Linked DNA regions of Anser cygnoides: region 1 is linked to region 2. Evidence: chromatin contacts called from public Hi-C data. All regions are on one chromosome and are shown on one strand. The core of a region is the stretch at or near the end of the contact, and the rest is flanking DNA. Distances in the headings are between cores, read along the strand shown.

Region 1 (5,414 bases), core at 2,434-4,933, 45 kb before region 2:
CAGCGGGAAGGAGAATTTGTGGGGAAAACGCCTGCACGAAACGGGACCGCACAGTGGTCTCCCAGTTCTCCCCTGGGGAGCTGGGTGGCTGGCGTGCTCGCCGATGTTTTCAGGAAGGATTCCTTGTAAGCGTTTGAGGAACGTTTGCTCTAAATCCAGAACTGAATTCTTTATTCTGTTGTGCAAAAATACTACCAATGAAAATAGACAAGCTCTCTGGGTCAATTCCAGATGCCCTTAGTGAGGCAGAAGTGTTTATTTTTTATGGGCCAATTTTTGTAGTCTACCAGAACGTCTTGTACTGTCTAATGCTGCATGGAGGAATAGCTCTGCGGAGTGTGTTTAATAAGAGCAGTGTGCTCTGAGGGATATTCAAATCAGAGTTAGTTTCCTCGCATGTACGCGCTCAGTGGCGTTTGTTATAAAACATCTGGGTCCAAAACTGCATTAAAGAAATCAAACAGCCAAGTCAACCTGAAAGTCTGCCCCTGTGTTGCACCAGGGCTTTGCCGAGGGAATCGCCGTGTGCAGCCCTCTCTTCCGCTGCAGGGACCTGAGCAGCTGGCCTGGCTTTTTCCTTCCCTCCTCCTCAGGATGTGCAAGTCAGGAGTAAAATCAGCTCTGAGTTTTCTGTAGCACGAGGAAGCGCAAGTCAAAAAGGGGCTCCCTGGACGTGGTTCCTTGGCTGCGTGGTTAATGAAGAGCCCTTGGCTCTCCTGGCTTCGTGTCCACCCTTCCCCTACTGCAGTTCCTGGCTTTCCCCTCAGCCCTGGGCTGCCTGCTGCTGGTGGTGCTGAGGTGACGGGTGGCTGTACGAGGGCACGGGAGGCAGCCACCCCATCCCTGTGCCCCGGCACAGCTCAGACCCAGCATCGTGCTGCCTACTTGCCCCTGCTCTGGGGCTCTTTGTGCCTGGACTGTGATCTGAGTGTTGCATCTCCAGAGGTGAGCATTGGTAGGTGTCTGAGCCACATACGTGCAAGGAAAGGCTGTGTGGATCCTTCCTCAGAGCCCTCGCCGTGAGCTCTTGCCATCAGAAATGCTCCTGGCAGGGCTTTTCCATCAGCTGCATGAGGCATGGAGTTGTTCCCCTTCAGAAGGACGCTTGTCTTCTCTCTGCCTCGCCTGGGTTCTCCATGCCTCTGCCATGGGAATGGAGACTGATACAACAAGCAACAGCTGGAGGACTGCTCTGCTTTGGTACATTTCGTGGTACTGGCACCAAAGGCTGCAACAAGGTAGTTTGGGTGAATTTGCTTCTTTTGTTTGACTTTGAACTGGAAAGGATGGACTGACCAGAGAAAACATTTCAAAACAAAGACATTTCAAGACAAAGCAAGAGCCCATCTCTGTGCTTGTACATCCCAATTGTGTTCTCCCCATTAAGCAGGAGGAGATAAATCAGGGTTCTGCTGGGGGAAGCAGGGAAGCTTGCTGCTGAAACAGGCCCCTGTACCAGCACGGTACAGCTCCAGACACCACCACTGTGCTCTAATTAATCGAATACAGGTGGTGTGACGGGCTCGACATCAGCAGCTGGATGTGCAGTGCTGGAGATGGGCCTTTCCTTCCCAGCACAGCTGATGGAAGGAGTCCGGTGACTTCCTAGAAGGTGTGGGGCTTTGTGTGAGCACCCTGCTCAGATGATGAGCCCACTCCCAGTCTGATCCACTCACACTTGCATCCGCATGGGCTGTCAGCGGGAGCAGAGGCGCTCCAGCAAACATCCCGGAGGACTTGGTGCCACTTCCAGAAGGGTTTCATGTTCGCTGTAGCACAAGACCGGGCCACGCATCTCACACTTGACCTCAGGTCATGTTTTGTACGGCTCAGATGCTGCGTGCTGAAGCTCAATTCATCAACGTGGACAGAAGTGGTGCAGGCTCTGCTGAGTCTGCGCTTCACCTGGCGGCGCAGGCACAGCCCAGGGCTTTCTCCAGGAGCCGCGCGGTTGAATAACACTTGAAGGAGAAAACGTTTGTGCTGAGCCCTGTTGCTGGATCCCCTGTTCTGAACAAGCCTTGCAATTGTATTTTTTGTATGTCTGTCTGCAGCGTGAGAGTGATAATTAATGCGGAATTGCTCTCCTGGGTTCTGGCAAAGCCAATACTAATTTTCCAAAGTCAGCTCAGAAGTATTGAAAGCACGGTTTTAGGCAGAGCAATGGGTCGAATGTTTCTCCATTTGGCTCCTGCTGCTTTGATTGTCAAAAATCACTTTAAGCTTTTCAGTCAGCATTAAAGTGATCGCATCAATCTAAACCAGCAAAGTCCTGGACATTAGATGATTACATATTCCAAAAAATCGCCTCAGTTTGTTTGACCTTGGAGGAGGGGGACAGCCAGCATCAGACTGATATATTTTTAATGCAGCTTTTAATTTTTAACTTCTATCAAATAGGCTTTTTTATTTTCCCCCTCTATAGATCTTTATTTCCATAGTGTTTTGCAAAGGCGCGGTCATTTCCTAACGCGCCAATTTCAGCCTGCTTCTTAAGAGACCCATGTGAAGCCTGGAAGGGGAGTTACGCCAGCTTTGTACTCAGGGGAAACTGAAGCCCAAGGAAGCCAAGGGCTTAGTTTCAGAGGTGCCACGCAGCCACGATCCTTGTTAAAAGCAATGGAAACTGCAGCTGGTTTTGGTGGCATGGAGCATCCAGCCCCTGCGAGCTGGATGTGAGACCGCAGGCGCTTGGAGAGCCGCGTTCCCGTCTCACCCAAGCGCTGTTTGCCAGGAAAATGCTCGTCCTGGAGAAGCGGTGGGGACTTGGTGGCACTGTGTGTCGAGGACCATGCCCACGGTGGGTGGAAGCTGGGTGAGGTCACTGCATGAGGCAGGGGGTGGATGGGGGCGAGCGGGAGGCTCTGTCCCCAAGCATCCCGTGCGGCAGCGAGGATGGGGAGGAAGGTTTTTTTGGAGGGGGTCTGGGCGGTTTGACAGAGCTCAGACCACACAATGGCTGGTGGTTTCACATGTGTCTCTGGAGCAGAGGGTGTGCGATGAGATATATAAGGTTCGCATGCCTGTGCTCTGGCTTGATGTGGTCTCGCTGAGTGAATCAAAGCTTTTGCTTTGAAGCCCGTGGAGGGGGAAGGGAAAGCCTTTGTTCTGGTGTTTGGAGAGCGCTGGAAATCCTTGAGCCCAGAAGACTACACCCTTCATTACCCTCTGGGTTATTGGCCCCAGATTGGAAGTATGGCTCTGTCATGTGAAGTATTTGATTATTTATACAGTTAATGTTTAACAGAGTCAGAGTATTAGAATTAAACAGGGGATGAGCTTCCAACTTTGCATGGTTAAGGGCTAATAAAACTTCTCTGATCCAGTGTTGTCCTTTCACCAGAGGGGATTTTTTTCATTAGCTTTTGAGTGTTAAAAAGAGATCTCCTGTATTTGAGGCAGATGGATCTGTTGGCACCAGACAAAGTGAACGTGCAAAAGTGTTACTGGCTGGCTTCAATAGCCAGGCAGCACAGATGCGGGCTGCTGAAAATTTAAAGGTGAGTTTAATTGATGTCTGAAGTGGAAGTAATGGGTTCAGCAGCCTCTGCCTTCAAGATCATGTAAAGCTTGCAGCCCACAGTGCTTTTGGCTTTAATTTCTTTTCAGTTTAGTTTATTCAGACTCATGGGTCTGATGGCATCGCATCCAACACACTTCATACCAATTGCCTAAATCCAGTGAAACTCTTGGTGGTCTAGATCTCTCGAAGTTGAACTTCTCACTGGTTATGTGATTGGAAATGCTGAGGGTGCTGGAGTGGGTTTCCATACCTCTGTTGAGGAGAAGACAGGAGGATGAGGGCTTTATTGCATCCTAGAGGTCTCTGTGGAGTAGGATTACGATTGTCCAGAGGTTCTCTCAGTACTGTCACTCATTTAAAAGGCAGGTTGATCTATAGGAAACCACCAGGACTGAAGGTAGCCGTGACTGTGAACTCACTGCTTGTATTTTAGGTGTCCAGATTATCTGCTGCGTGTTTTTTTCTCCTATCTCCCAAACACTCCTACCGCACAAATGCTGAGTATATGGTGAATGTAATTTGCTTCTGCTTTGGCTCGACGTACTGATAAGACTGATAACTTGCATTGTGCTAGCAGCAGCCATTTTTAATCCTTTCTTTATGGCTGGAGTAACAAGGGGGGATGTATGAAAGCAAGGCTGTTGGAGCGGCTGTTACATGACTGTAAGATCCTTTGCAAACCCACTTCGTGAGCGTGGTGGGAACTGCTGCTCATCCTGCTTCAAACCACCTCTCCTCACCACGGATGATGTAGGAAGCTGTGCTGAAGTTTCATGCCACCAGTTAGGTGGTTCCACCTGCCGTGAGGATCACCTTCTTGTTGGCTGGATGGGGTGGGAGGATCTGCTTTCAGCTCTCCACAAGTGTGGGTCTCTTTGTCCACGATGAATTCGTCTCTAGGTTTAATGGAGTGGCTTCCTGAAACAAGGAGCTGAATTGATTTAAACCAAAAAATACGCCTCCTCTGTAAGATGTCAAGATCATGATCTGTGACAGCAGCCCGTAGACTGCGTTTTCAGATGTGTTCAGTGATGCGTTCATCACTGAGATGCACTTAATTTTTATTACTAAATTTCTATTTCTATATACATTTCACCTGTTGGGTCCCAAATTTGGTGCATCCTCCTCTCGAAGATGGACGAGCCCTCGAGCTGCCTCTGGAGCTTGTGACGTTTCCATCTCCTGCAGAGGAAACGCACGATGTGGAAATAGGTTCCTGGGGAGCCAGCAAGTGGAAAGCGTAATCCAGCGTAGAAGTATTTCTTTTTTAAAGACAAGTGGCAACCTCCTGTCCCTCTGCTGCCCCACACGCTCCCAGTCTATTTCAGATTTTAATAAATTTCTTGTTTATCTGGAGAAAGCAAATTAATAATAGCAATTGCTCTTTAGAGAGAGAGAGGGAGGCTGCTGAGGACTGGAATCATTTTAATTTGGCGTCTGCTGGTTGTCTTGGGCATGCTCTGGGATTGAAGCTTTGCTCAGATTGAAGCTTTGCACTGTTTTGCAGCAGCTCTGTGCTATTGTTACTGGGTGTAATGCCCCGAGGGAGGTGGGGAGAAACAAGCGAGCTCAGTGAGGATGGGCAGCCGTGTGAGCAGATGTGTCCTCTTGGTCCTGTCCTCCCCTGGGCCAGGAGAACGCCAGAGACACCCAAGGACTGGATAAAAGCAGGTGAGGAGGGGCTGTTCCCTGCAACTCCTGGCTTCCTTTGCTTGCATTGAGATGGAAAACCTCCAAAAGCAGGCAAATACTCCCATGCCCCGTGCGCTCCAGAGAGTTTGTCGCAGGGTCTGTTTGCCGTTGAGGCAGGCGCATAGATGTCAGCCGGTAAAATGTGACAATTCCCTGTGCGCACAAGCATGCGGTGTGAAGTCTTGCAAGTAGGTCTCTG
Region 2 (5,824 bases), core at 1,945-4,444:
GGGCACCAGGGCAGGCAAAATGGTCAGGGCAGCCAGCCTGGGGTGCAGCGTGGGCACCTGGGTGCTGTGCTGGACTCTTACCGAGCTTCCTGGGGCCGGATGGTCCAGTCGAGACCGACCACCTCGTAGCCAGCTTGGGCCAGGTCACCCAGGGCGTAGTGTGCGTCCTTCGCAAAGATGATCTGGGGAAGGAGGAGACGGGCAGTAACTGGGTAAGGCCCCTCTCCAACAGCTGGAGCGCAGGATGCCAGGAACAGACGCACTGCTACATTGGTGACAGGTACCTAGAGCTGAGTCCCTGCACTGGGACTGGGGGGATTGTCAAGGGATGGGTGCAGCCCTTTGCACTGGTTCCCAGCCTGTTCTTATCCCCTCCCTCCCCTGGCCATGCTCTCACACCACGGACACCTCAGGCAGTTCTGACTCACCATGGGCACCAGCGGCAGCGCCTCTGCTTTCAGCTTGCTCTTCACTCCCCGAGCGATGTCTCGGATGTACGGCAAGGCAAACTCCTGAAACTGCTCTGGGCCCAGGTGCCCCGCGTGCGACTCGAACAGTTGGAGCGCCTGGCAGATACACGGAGCTGGGAGAGCTGCGGGCACCATGCAGTGCCTTGGTCCCTCCTCCTCCCAGAAGCCAGACCCCTTCTGCACCCTGTCCGCAGTCCCTGCCCCCCTGCCCGGACCTGTCCCAACACCCCTGGACATACCTGCGCTCCAGCAGCCACCTGCCCCACCAGGTAGTCGGTGACAACGTCAGCCAGCAGCCGCAGCAGTTGGTGGCTCGCTTCAGGGTGACGGTAGAGCCAGCTCTTGGCCTTGGACATTGTAGTGGAGCCGCCCCCTTCAATCATGTAGGACATAAGCGTCCACTGCGGGAAAGAGGAGCGGAGTGAGGAGGGTGACTAAGATGGAAAACATGCGAGGGGCTGGTAATGGGGTCGGTGTTGAAGACAGACCCCTAAGCAGCAGCAGCAGCTCTGCATTTAGTGTCCCCTACACATGTAGGAGGGCTACGAGCTGGTCCCTGCAGCTCTGGGGGTGCCAGGACCAGAGTCACCCCAGAGGGAAGAGCAGGGAACCCCACCTTGCAGAGCCTCATCACTTACAGGCGCCCCGGAGAAGCCGATGAGGGGCACTTTGCCCTCCAGGCTGTGTCGTGTCAGCGTGATGGCCTGGAAGACGTAACCCAGCTCTGCGGTCACGTCCACCTTCTTCCGTAGTTTCAGCAGATCCTCCACCTCCTTCAGGGGCTCTGGGAATGTGGGTCCTTTGCCAGGGACCATGACAACCTCCATGCCCAGTGCCTGGGAACGGGGGAGAATGGAATAACGGTCCCAGACCCAGCCCCGTTCCCAGCCACTGCTCCCCACCACCAGCCGTGACTCTCACCTGAGGCACCACCAAGATGTCAGAGAAAATGATAGCAGCATCCAGGGGGAATCGTCTGAGGGGCTGTGGATAGCAGAGGGGAAGAGGCAGCATGAGTGAGGGGCTGGGACACACACGTGCAGCAGTGGGGTCCCCAGGATGGGACAGGGCCCTGTCTGATAACCAAGGACCCCTGAGCTAAGATTTGGGCTGCACAACCTACTGGGGCCACCTGGAGGTAAGGGCCAGACCTAAGGTTTCTCCCCATCCCCATTCCAGAGGGGATGGTGGACACACAGCCTCCCCGGGGGACGCTCACCTGTAGCGTCAGCTCACAGCACAACTTGGGGCTCCGGCAAGTGGCAAAGAAATCCTGTGCAGCCCGGGTCTCCCGAAACTCTGCAAGGAACCTGCAGCTGTGACAAGGTGCGTGCTGCCCCCCCCGTCACCGCCCCCCAACCCCTCACGCCGCCACTGACTCACCAGGCAGGTAGCGCCCTGCCTGCCGCATGCACCACACCGGGGTGTGCTCCGTCTCCTCGCCGCGCGCCGCACGCAGGAACGTGTCATTCTTCAGCTTGGGGAAGCCTTTGGGGCTGCAGGAGAAAAAGCAGAGGGGTGTTAGCACCAAAGAGGGGACCGGGTGCCCCGCCAGGACCCTGGGGCTGCAGGTGCAGGGCTGGTGGCTCGTCCCTGCTCCCCGGCCGGTGACTGCAGGGTAGGGGTTTGCACCCAGCTGGGTCCATGGTGACAAACGCTCCCTCCTTGTCACCTCCCAGGGCCTCTTTGGGGGGGACAGCAGGGCCCTCCCTGGGGACAGGCAATGCCCAGCCCCCGGTCTGTGAGATTACGTTATCAGGGGCAGCAGTTGCTCCTGCCTGGGGAGATTTGGGACCAGCAGGGCCCGGGGCACTGGCAGCCCCGCCGCGGGCTGTCCCCAGCCCCTATCTGCGCTGTGCAGCACGGGGATGGCGGCGTGGGGCAGGGTCCCCAGAGCTCCAGGCGCCCGCAGAGCTGGTCACCCCATGTCCCCAACCTCCTCCCGGTGCTGTCACCGCTCCTGAGCTGCAGCCCAGGCTGCCCACGCATGGGGTGGGACAGGGACCCTGCAGGGGACAGCCAGCACCGTCCTGCTCTGACGGGTGGGGGCCGCAGGGACAGATGCTCAGAACCTCCATGGGGGTCCGTGCCGCTCCAGTGTCCCCAGTGAGCCATCTGAGGGCGGGATCGGCTCCCCAGTGCCACACCAGTGTCCCCAGTGCCACAGCAGCGTCCCCTGGGTCATACCACCCCAGTGCCACAACAGTGTCCCCAGTGCCACAGCACTGTCCCCAGGGTCAACCAACACCTCCCCAGTGTCCCCAGTACCACATCACCCCAGTGCCACCCCAGTGTCCCCAGTGCAACCCCAGAGCCCCCAGTGCAGGATCCCAGCTCCACGCACCAGTGTCCCCAGTTCCACACTTGGATCGCACCAGTGTCCCCCACAAGGGACCCCCGGGCCACACCGGCGACCCCCTCACGGGACCTGGAGCGGGCACAGGGGCAGCCCCGCGGGTCCCCGCTACTCACACGAGCCGCTCGCCTCCCTCCATCCTGCGCCGCTTCCCGGCCCGCCCCGCTCGATCCTGCACCGCCCCCCGCCCCGCCTCACGGCCGCCGCCATCTTAGCACCACCCCGCCCCGCCGCCTCCGGCACGGCCGCCGCCATCTTGCCCCGCCCTGTCCCCGTCCGTACGCCGCCATCTTGCCCCGCTCCCCGCCCCTCCGTACGCCGCACGGGCGCCGCCATCTTGCCTCCGTCCTCCCCTCGGGCGCCGCCATCTTGCCCCGGCGGCGGGCGGGGTTTGCCGTAAACCCGCGAGTACCGACCCCCCCCCCCCGCCCTCCTCCTCCCGGTGCCGGTGGCCGGTGCCCGGAGCGCGATGCGTGCGGGCGGGGAGGCTCCGCACCAGGTGCTGGGCCGGCTGCGGTTCCTGCTGCAGTGCAGCGAGTGCTTCCGCCGCGCCCGGGCGCTGCCCGCCGCGCTGTGCTACGTGCCCCGGGAGGTGCAGTACAAGATCTGCAAGGACCCCGCCGCCGCCGCCGCCGCCGCCGCCGCCCGCAGCCTGCTCAGCGTCTGGGACAGCCCGGGGCCGGCGCGGGGCGGCAAGCGGGCGGCGCGGGCCACCATCGAGGTGCGGAAGGGCGGCTGCCTCCGCGCCACCGGCGAGGAGTACTGCAACGGCGCCGGGCTCTGGGTGAAGCTCAGCAAGGTAACGGAGAGGGCACCGGACCCCCCTTTGCCTCCCCCGCCCTCTATCCCCGCCGAGCCCTCCCCGGGGTGCCCCTCCGGGACCGGGAGGCCGCTCCGCCCTGCCCCGCCCTGCCCTGCCCGCGGAGGGGCCCGGCCGCCCCCCCCCGGCCGCCCCCGGTCACCCCCTGTCACCGCCGGGTGCCTCCTGCCGCCCCCACCGCCACCCCCTGGCACCCACCCCCCCCCATGTTTCCCTCCTGCTGCCCCCCCGTCCCCCTCCAGCCCAGCACACCACACCCCGCAGCCCAGATCCTTTGGGCACAGGACGCACCGCCCTCCTCCTGCCCCGGGTCCAGGCCTCAGCCACGACCCGAGGATCATTTTCCTACTCCTGCAGGAAAACAGGGTGTGGGCAGGGCGTCTGGGGGGTCTGCCACAGCACCTCGGGGCCCTACATGCAACAGTGAACACGCCTCTGGTGGCCAGGGCTGTAGCAGGGTCACGGTGGTGCCTGTCTGAACACAGGCAGTGTTTCTGAGCAGGACAGGCTCGGGGGGTTTATTTAAACCTTTGACAGATTCCCCATCCCTTGGGGTCTACAGCATCTTGGTGTGCGTTGCCTGTCTTCTCCCCTCTGCCTCTGTCCCGTGGTTGAGCCCGGGATGGAGATCCCAACAGAATGCGTTTTCCCATGCAGGAGCAGCTGGAAGAGTACAAGAGTGGCTGTGATCTGGAGGAAGGCTGGGTCCTGGTGTGCAAGCACGCAGAAGGAGGGGACAGGCTGGTCCCGGTCGAGTCCACGGAGAGGATCCAGAGGCAGCAGCAGCTGTTTGGGGTTGATTACAAACCTGTGATCAGGTACGGAGCTGTGGCTCACATCCTCTCTTCTCTGTATGTCACGATAACTGACATGGCTCCCTGGGCGGCTTCAGAAGCACACATGCAGCATCTTGCTTTCCTGGCATCTTGGAAGGGTGCAACATGCAGGAAATGTCAAAATCCCCCTGCAGACCCTGACTTAGAAAAGAAATCAAGATTTTGCTGCCCACAGTGAGGAGCTGGAGAGGTGTTAAACCTTAGGTCTCTGTATTTTAGAGTCTTCAGCTTGTTAATGTGAACCTGCTGTCTTCATTTGATGTCTCATTTTCCTTGCATGGAAGAGAGCAGTGAAGCTTTCATCCAGCTATGTCCTGCTGCTTGAGATTTTGTTGTATTGTCCCTCAGCCCTTTCTGCTCTGGACTGTAAAGCCCCAGCCCACTTGGCCACTTCTTACATTAAAATGAGGTAATAGGGAGTCCAGATAAGGAGTTACCCAGTTTTGCTTGGTCACGATGCTTGTTACCCACACAGCTGGGTGTGGACTGGCAGAAGTAAGGATGCTCTGAACAGAAATGGCATCTGATGAGACCTAATATGATGGAGGAAGGAGTGTGGTGGGGCTTTAAATTCATGTCTTCCCCTTCCAGCTACTTCTCAACCACCTGCTCCTTTCCCTTGGGATTCTCTCACTCCTTTTCCATCTCGTTTCAGATGGGAGCAAGTGGTGGATCTGACATATTCCCTGCGCCTGGGAGCGAAACCCAAGCCCATGGAGCAGGATGAGGCCGCAGTAGAGAGGCTTCGGTACGAGCTGTTTCGCAGTGCGTGCATGCTTCAGCTGTGGGTGGGTGCAAGCCACCGTCTCTCCCTGGCTGCTCAGACAGCCATCTCTTGTCAGCTGGGGAGTGGGGGAAGACAAGCAGTGGGGAAGCAAAGGGGAGCAGGGCTCAGCACAGTTCCTACTACTGAACCAGAAAGCAGGGTGAGACCAAGGCAAGCAGGACATGGAGCTGCATTCCCTGACCTATTCACCTGGCAGGAGTCACTGCAGCCTTGCTGTCCTTGTGTCTCCAGACTGCTGACCGCTTTGCCCTGGTAGGTTTGTGCCCCCGACATGGACTTACGAATGCGATGAAGACCTGGTGCATTTCTTGTATGATCATATTGGGAAAGAGGACGAGAACTTGGGCAGCGTCAAGCAGTATGTGGACAGCATCGATGTCTCATCCTACACGGTGAGTAGCGTGTGGGGAAAAGGAGCAAGGCTGCATCAGCCCTGCTGTGCCGTTGGGGTAGGGAGCGTGCATGGTGTTCCGCCCTGCTCTGAGTTGGTCTGGTCTGTGTTTGAGGATATGGGAGGGACGGCGTAGTTCCAGAGGGGAGTGTCACACAGTGTAT

What was found. Hi-C and Micro-C count contacts between places; a contact is called where the count stands out from the background.
Region 1: a contact with region 2 is called in a Hi-C map of liver, with 2.9 times the contacts expected there. The contact joins the enhancer-like site here to the promoter of LOC106033059 in region 2. A contact is called at or near these places in 2 of 7 Hi-C or Micro-C datasets (both in liver).

Annotation. Positions count from the first base shown.
Region 1 is chr8:23,590,655-23,596,068 of Taihu_goose_T2T_genome, reverse strand. The region is part of intron 1 of ZSWIM5 (zinc finger SWIM-type containing 5); the gene reads left to right. Among named protein-coding and RNA genes, the nearest start is that of UROD, 47 kb to the right of the region's middle. Within about 2 kb of position 3,683, at least 2 of the 3 cell types and tissues checked have open chromatin away from gene starts, as enhancers often do. A contact at or near this core is called in liver, where this site is marked.
Region 2 is chr8:23,544,282-23,550,105 of Taihu_goose_T2T_genome, reverse strand. LOC106033059 (E3 ubiquitin-protein ligase HECTD3) reads left to right here and starts at 3,194. Exons shown (of 21, transcript XM_067001874.1): 1 at 3,194-3,625; 2 at 4,304-4,464; 3 at 5,138-5,230; 4 at 5,526-5,661. The coding sequence starts at 3,296. It overlaps UROD (uroporphyrinogen decarboxylase), which reads right to left and starts at 4,002. Exons shown (of 10, transcript XM_013176369.3): 1 at 3,938-4,002; 2 at 1,854-1,966; 3 at 1,690-1,769; 4 at 1,392-1,454; 5 at 1,109-1,306; 6 at 710-871; 7 at 429-566; 8 at 82-182. The coding sequence starts at 3,987.